2 separate regions of the Pan troglodytes genome follow, and region 1 is linked to region 2. Evidence: chromatin contacts called from public capture Hi-C data. All regions are on one chromosome and are shown on one strand. Each heading gives the region's core, a stretch centred on a gene start, on an enhancer-like site or on the middle of the called end of the contact. The rest is flanking DNA. Distances are from core to core; before and after follow the strand shown. Region 1 overlaps EEPD1 (endonuclease/exonuclease/phosphatase family domain containing 1). Region 2 has its middle 170 kb from the start of EEPD1.

The links. Capture Hi-C pulls out chosen DNA fragments and counts their contacts.
Region 1: a contact with region 2 is called in a capture Hi-C map of stem cell-derived neural stem cells, with 4 times the contacts expected there. The contact joins two enhancer-like sites. A contact is called at or near these places in 5 of 7 Hi-C or Micro-C datasets (blood, induced pluripotent stem cells, a lymphoblastoid cell line and 1 more) and 1 of 1 other capture datasets (stem cell-derived neural stem cells).

What each region holds. Positions count from the first base shown.
Region 1 is chr6:42,061,137-42,064,473 of NHGRI_mPanTro3-v2.0_pri, reverse strand. All of the region lies in intron 6 of EEPD1 (endonuclease/exonuclease/phosphatase family domain containing 1), which reads right to left. Among named protein-coding and RNA genes, the nearest start is that of ANLN, 98 kb to the left of the region's middle. Within about 2 kb of position 1,798, at least 8 of the 24 cell types and tissues checked have an H3K27ac peak or open chromatin away from gene starts, as enhancers often do. A contact at or near this core is called in stem cell-derived neural stem cells, where this site is marked.
Region 2 is chr6:41,763,324-41,766,404 of NHGRI_mPanTro3-v2.0_pri, reverse strand. No RefSeq gene overlaps it. Among named protein-coding and RNA genes, the nearest start is that of EEPD1, 170 kb to the left of the region's middle. Within about 2 kb of position 1,439, at least 2 of the 24 cell types and tissues checked have an H3K27ac peak or open chromatin away from gene starts, as enhancers often do. A contact at or near this core is called in stem cell-derived neural stem cells, where this site is marked.

The DNA of each region.
Region 1 (3,337 bases), core at 549-3,048, 300 kb before region 2:
AGTATTTATTAAAAAAATTCTTCACTGAAGTCTTATTATTTTCTTCACTTTACCACCACATTTCTAAGTATTTTATATTTTTGATTTTTATTATGAATGGGATCTTTGTTTTATCCCATTATATTTTCTCTAATGGTTATTTTTAAATTTTTTTATTTCCACAGGTTACTAATGATATATATCAAAAGGACTAATTTTTTATTTTAACTTTTTAACTAGGCAGTTTTCTTAATTCTCTTACTGGGAATAATTTTTTTTTTTAACTTTAGGTGTAACAAACCAACAATCATATTCTCTGAAAACAGTGACACTTTTGTGTCCTATTCTTCCAAGTCCTCTTTTCGACTTATTAATCCAAATTAGCTAGGAGGAAGAGTGGTCACAGAGGGGCTGAAAATGAAACAAAACCTGACACAGGAGAATATCAGAAAACAGTGGCTCTAGGCCAGGCACAGTGGCTCACACCTGTAATCCCAGCACTTTGGGAGGCTGAGGCAGGGGATCACCTGAGGTCAGGAGTTTGAGACCAGCCTGGCCGACATAGTGAAACCCCACCTCTACTAAAGATGCAAAAATCAGCCAGGCATAGTGGTGGGCGCCTGTAATCCCAGTTACTTGGGAGGCTGAGGCAGGAGAATCGCTTGAACCCGGGAGACAGAGGTTGCAGTGAGCCAACATGGCTCCACTGCACTCCAGCCTCGGCTGGAGTGAGACTCTGTCAAAGAAGAAAAGAAAGAAGAGAAAGAGAAAAAGAGAAAAAGAGAGAAAGAGAGAGAGAGAGAAAGACAAGGAGGGAGGGAGGGAGAGACAGAGAGAGAGAAAGAAAAAGAGAGAAAAAGAAAGAAAGAAAGAAAGAAAACAGTGGTTCTCGGCCCCGGTTCTAAGAGAAAACAGCTGGATGACTCTGAGTGTGGAATTTGAAGTTTGTCACTTCCCAGCTTCGTGACCTTGGGCAAGCCTTTTAGTCTATAAAAGGGAAAGAACAAGCCATTTCCTCCCAGGTTGGTGTCAGGATTAGAGGAGCCACCAGAAGCGCCTGGCACGGGGCACTCACATGTAGCGTGTGCCCCCTTCCTGATCAGTTTCCTGATACAGCTTCACAGGTTTGTCAGGGAGAGACACACAGTGGAAGTTAAATATGTGTGCATAAGAACTACAAAGTGATTTCAGGGCCAAGGGGGAAAGGTTTTCTCCTAAAGCATTTTAGACATTTCTCCCACAGTCTGATTTACCCTAGAGGAAGTGGGATAGTTATGAAGTATTTTCCAAGCAAAGCGAGTAGAAATCCTGAAAGAACACTCGCCCCCCAGCTGGGCTCTGCGGGATTCCCCTGGGCTCTGCTTGACCCTTGTTGTCCCACAGCAGGAGGTGGCATTTCTGCCACACCTTGTGAAGGAGGCTTTAGGGAAAGCAGTTCATAAACGAAGTCATAAATGTATCCAAGACACTTGGCAAATCTTTTTTGCCTGGCCACGGGTGTGCTTCCGTAATAACAACTGCAGGGAAAGGAATCTGAAGGGAAGCCACTCAGGCCACCACCAGAGGGCGCATGTGCATTGCAGATGGCGCCCTCCTGCAGGAGGAGTGAGGACAATGGGTGGGATGGAAGGAAGCCTCTCCTGCAGGGCCACCCACACCATGGAGAAATCAGTGCCAGCTTGAATAATAGTCATGGCACTGTGCTGACCACTTCCTCGATAGCACCGCACTTAACAGCCACGACCCATGGGGCAGGTGCTGTTACCATCTCCCTTCTGCAGGTACGAAACAGGCTCCCAGAGGTGGGAAGGTTTGTCCAAAGTCACCAGGCCAGGCCTCAAATCCAGGGCTCACCACAAAGGGCTAGGATGGAAGACCACACGGAAGTGGCTGCTGTCCACTGCGACACCAAGTGCATCAGCAGGCACTCAATAAATATGTGAGCAACAGACAAGCGGAACCACAAATGTCCCAGAATTAGGGTGCAGTTTGATTTGGAAAGGAACAAAGAGAAAGATGCTACATTCATTGAATATCAAAGAAAACAAAGTTCCCATATAATGAGGGAGGTTTTCGTTGGGATGCAGGCCTGCAAAGGTCTGGGCTGAAAAAGACAATTCTAAAGCCAGGAGAGACGCTGGTGTCAAGGGTGAATAGAGCCAGCTCTGTGTAGCTTCAGGAGTGACAACGGTTCCCTTTTTGAATGAGCACATCGGATTTCTTACAACTCATGTTCTTCCGATTGAATCCGCGTCGGTGATGACATCAAGGCAGTTGTTGCTTCTGAGAATCCACAGGTAGATGCGCAGGAGCCTGAGTTATCTTCCTAAAAAGCCACCCACCTGGGCTGGACTCCTTTGTCGCTTCCTTGATTCCCAGCAGTGAGGGGAGAATGCTTTGGGCTGACTTCCTCAGAGAGTCTCTAGATTTATAAAACGCCAGTGACAACTACAGGAACCAGTCCCCACTGAGGGACCATCTGCCAAGATGTCAAGAGTTCCTACACACCCTGTTTCACTCTTGCTCAGTTCACAGAGGGAGACCCTGTCCCCAAGTCCTGGTGAGGTCTGAGAGAAGAAGGTTCCACTAGGGGACTGGCATATCCCCACTGACGTCAGCCTGCATGCACGTTCCAGACAAAGGCAGAAAGGCCCAGAGCTTGCTAACCACATCGGTTCTGTTTGCTCTGATAGAAGCTGTGGAATGAAGGCTTTGTCTTTGCTTTAGCTGAACCCCTCTGCTGACTTGTCTACCCTTGTTAGACCTGGGCAGGCTGAACCGCTTCCTGAACCCCTGGGTCTGGAGTGTCACCAGTTAACAATTAATTGGGTACTAGTTACAAGCAGGGGACACAGGCAGCATGAGTCACTGTCCCTACTCGGACGAGTCAAGGCCAAGCCAGGCTGTGGGTCAATAGTACCTTGGCAATTTGGAACATAACCTGCCCAAGGTTTTCTGCCAAAATCCTGACTACTCCCTGGATACCAGGGGTGGGGTGGGGGGATGGTGACTGCCTAAGGCTGTCAAAGAAGTTATAAGCTGGCATCTTTCCTTTCTGCTTCCACATAAAGTTTGAGATCAAGAACAACAGTAATGTCCACAGATGTGACAAGCTATCAAGTCGTCCATTTTACAGATCAGAGTCTAACTATAGGTGGACAATTTCCCACACAGCTGCTTCTTGGATAGAGCATCTTCTGACTGTTTTTAGCCTGAGGACTCATCCTTAAAGTAGAACGTTGGTCACGGCATATCCTGGTTCAAAAGAAAAGCTGCTGCACATCAATGTTCACAGCAGCGTTGTCACAATAGGACAAAGGTGGAAGCTACCCAAGTGTCTATCAGAAGATGAATGGAT
Region 2 (3,081 bases), core at 190-2,689:
CAGCAGATGTAACATTTACATTTTCCAATGTCAATAAGAAGGCCTCAAAAGCAGGATTTTTTGTAGGGGCAAAATATTACATTGTCTGATTAGATCATAATAGATGTAACCAGTTCCTCCAAAAAGAGACTGGAATCTCTTTGATGGCCACAAGTACTGAGTTCTTACTGTACTTCCTTGGATAAGGCTGTGTGTCACCAGCAATGGTGGCCAGCACTAAAGCTATCCTCCATCTTTCCAACAAGGACAATTCACAGACAAGCCCCATCACTTAAAGACATGGCCAGGGCTGCCCAGGGTGAGGTCTGGCCCTCAATTCTGGTTCTTCTATAAAATTCACAAAGCCTGATAGTGTTTGGCCACAGAAAAAGAGAGAGTTTTCCCAGTGGGACATGTTAGGGTTGAACACTTTAAAGAGAACAATTTACTTCTAATATCAATTCTGAAGGAAAGCAGTAAGGAAATTCCTGTCAGACCTAGGCTGTTTGTATTTACAGGAACCTACGCGATTGCCAGGCGACCCATACAAATCCATCCAGGTGCCAGGGTGTGAATCAACACTGGTAACTCAACATGGACAGAAGGGCAGACACAGGCCTGGAAATCGCTCCATGTGCCTAACAAATTCCCCACAGCCTCATGGCATTTCTTGTAGGTTTCATGGCATCTGGACAGACCCTCTGGGGCTTCTGCCCACCATTTTTGCCTGGCTGTCACCTCTGTGGGCCACCTCTGCACAGAAATGTGCTTGTCATCCTCCCAGCGTCGGAACACTATCATCACTGACAGGGCACGTGACCCCTCTTCTGGCTTTTTTTTTTGCTTATGATTCCTTTTGCTCCCATACCCATCTCCTCACCAGTATGTTTGAGATGTATCCCTGGATGTGTGCCTCCTCATGGCTGCCTGGTGTCACTGTGTGTATATTTTATATTTGCATTTTACTCGGCTTTAGTCCTGGCTCGTTCTACTTCTTACTTGCTGCTGCTGCTGCTGCTGCTGTTGTGTGTGTGTGTGTGTGTGTGTGTGTGTAGTTTGTGACTCCTCAGGCCTCTGCCCATTTTATATCAAGAACATCAAAACCACAATATGAAAATCACTTGGGCAGTTTTGTCTGGCACTGACTTGCTGAGATCCCAAGACCTAGGCCAGTGTTATCCATGTTCTTCCCAAGGGGCCAGTCACGTCAAATGTGTTGTCCTCTGGTTTATTTTGAACGGATTCCTTCTCCTACCCACTAAGACTGGCACGTATTTAAAATCAGGCACATGAGGACTCCTCCTATGGATTCCACAAGAACCTTGGGTGGGGGCTGAGGTTATGCAGCCCTGAAAAGTTCCTCCAGTGGTCCAGATCTGGGGTCCCAGATCAGGGCAGCTCCCCACATCTGGCAGGAAAGTTGCACGCCACCTGGGCAGCTCTGCAGCCTCACCCACAGCACTCACTCCTGGGCCTCCCCTCTGCATCTGGCAGGGCAGTGCCAAGGAGAAGGGCTCCAGGCCACCCCCGCCCTCCCCAATGGGCCTGCGCAGGCCCCACAGTATGCAACAGCTGACCTCTCCTCAGAGGCCATGCCGAAGGGAAGGCTGGCTCTCTCCAGTCCTCAGGAGACAGATGACAGCCTCAGGCCACCACCCCTTTTCAAGTCTCCACAACACAAGGCATCCATTCTGCCTCTTTTTGCCATGACAGGGCATCAGCCTTAAAACCACAAGGCCATCTTCATTCCTACTTTTGGCTATAAGTGGGGCTGGAACAGGGGTCAAGACCTTGAACAGGAAAGTCTGGCTCTTTTCTTGGAAGAAGGAAAATACCTTTCATTTTTCCCTAATAAACCACAAACCCACTCTTTTGCCCCCACCCAACAAGGATTACCAGAAGCACTTAAACAAAGACCCCTGAACTAAACAACCAAAATTTCACAGTCGTTCACCCAGCAACCTGCCACACTAACATTTATTGAGCTTCTACTGCATCCTACATGCTCTGCTAGGCGCTTGGTAGATATAATCTCATTTTATCTTCACCACAATGCCGTGAGGTATAGACAATCAACTGTGTTCTCCAAATAAGAAATTTGACTCTTAAAAAAACAAGTTAGGGAACTTTCTCAGGATCGAGTGAGAACTGGCACCTACCTGATGCACATGGTTGAGATTCATATGAATTATCTGGGCGGAATAGACTTTTAGAACCTGATGCCCTATTAGAAAGTCGCGTCCACCTGCAAAGTCTTCCTCTCTGTAAGCAAGTATGGCCTCACAGGATTATTCCAGCATGCATTGCCTGCCCCTCCCAGGGGATGTGCTCAAAACCTGGCTCTGGGAATTCATCCTGTGGTTGTCTTGTCCTATGCTGGCCTCACTGCCTTCCTCAGACTGGGCAGACCCAAGCTCTTTCAGAAAATGTTGTCAGGTTGGCCACGCAGAAATTCATATCCTTCTTCTCCCTCCTCTCACTTTGAGGGATTGTTGCTTTTTAGCGATAGAACCTTCTAGTAAAGGCAAGGCCCTAGCAGTGGACATTCAGCAGTGGATAGCCACAGACTGTCCCCCACCCCTGCACTTGAGAGGCTCCCAGGTGCTGCTGAGGTCTCCTGCAGGCCAGGTTTCATGACTTTGACTCTCTGCAGGTCTCACTTCTTTTGAGGACAAACTAGCTAGTGACTGTTCCGGGCCATCTGTGGCCATGGAAGCCAGAGCATCACGCATCTGCTGCATCTTTCCATCTATGGAAAATTAATTCCAAAAAACAGACTTTTTTTTTTTAAGACCGAGTCTCACTCTATCGCCCAGGCTGGAATGCAGTGGCACAATCCTGGCTCACTGCAACCTCCGCCTCCTGGGTTCAAGAGATTCTCGTGCCTCAACCTCCTGGGTAGCTGGGATTACAGGTGCGTGCCACCACGCCAGGCTAATTTTTGTATTTTTAGTAGAGACAGGGTTTCACCATGTTGGCAAGGCTGGTCTCAAACTCCTGACCTCAGTGATCCTCTCGCCTTGGCCTCCCAAAGTGCTGGGATTATAGGCCTGAGCCACCGTGCCCAGCCTGAAATAAAAAAAAAACGGACTCTTTATTAAT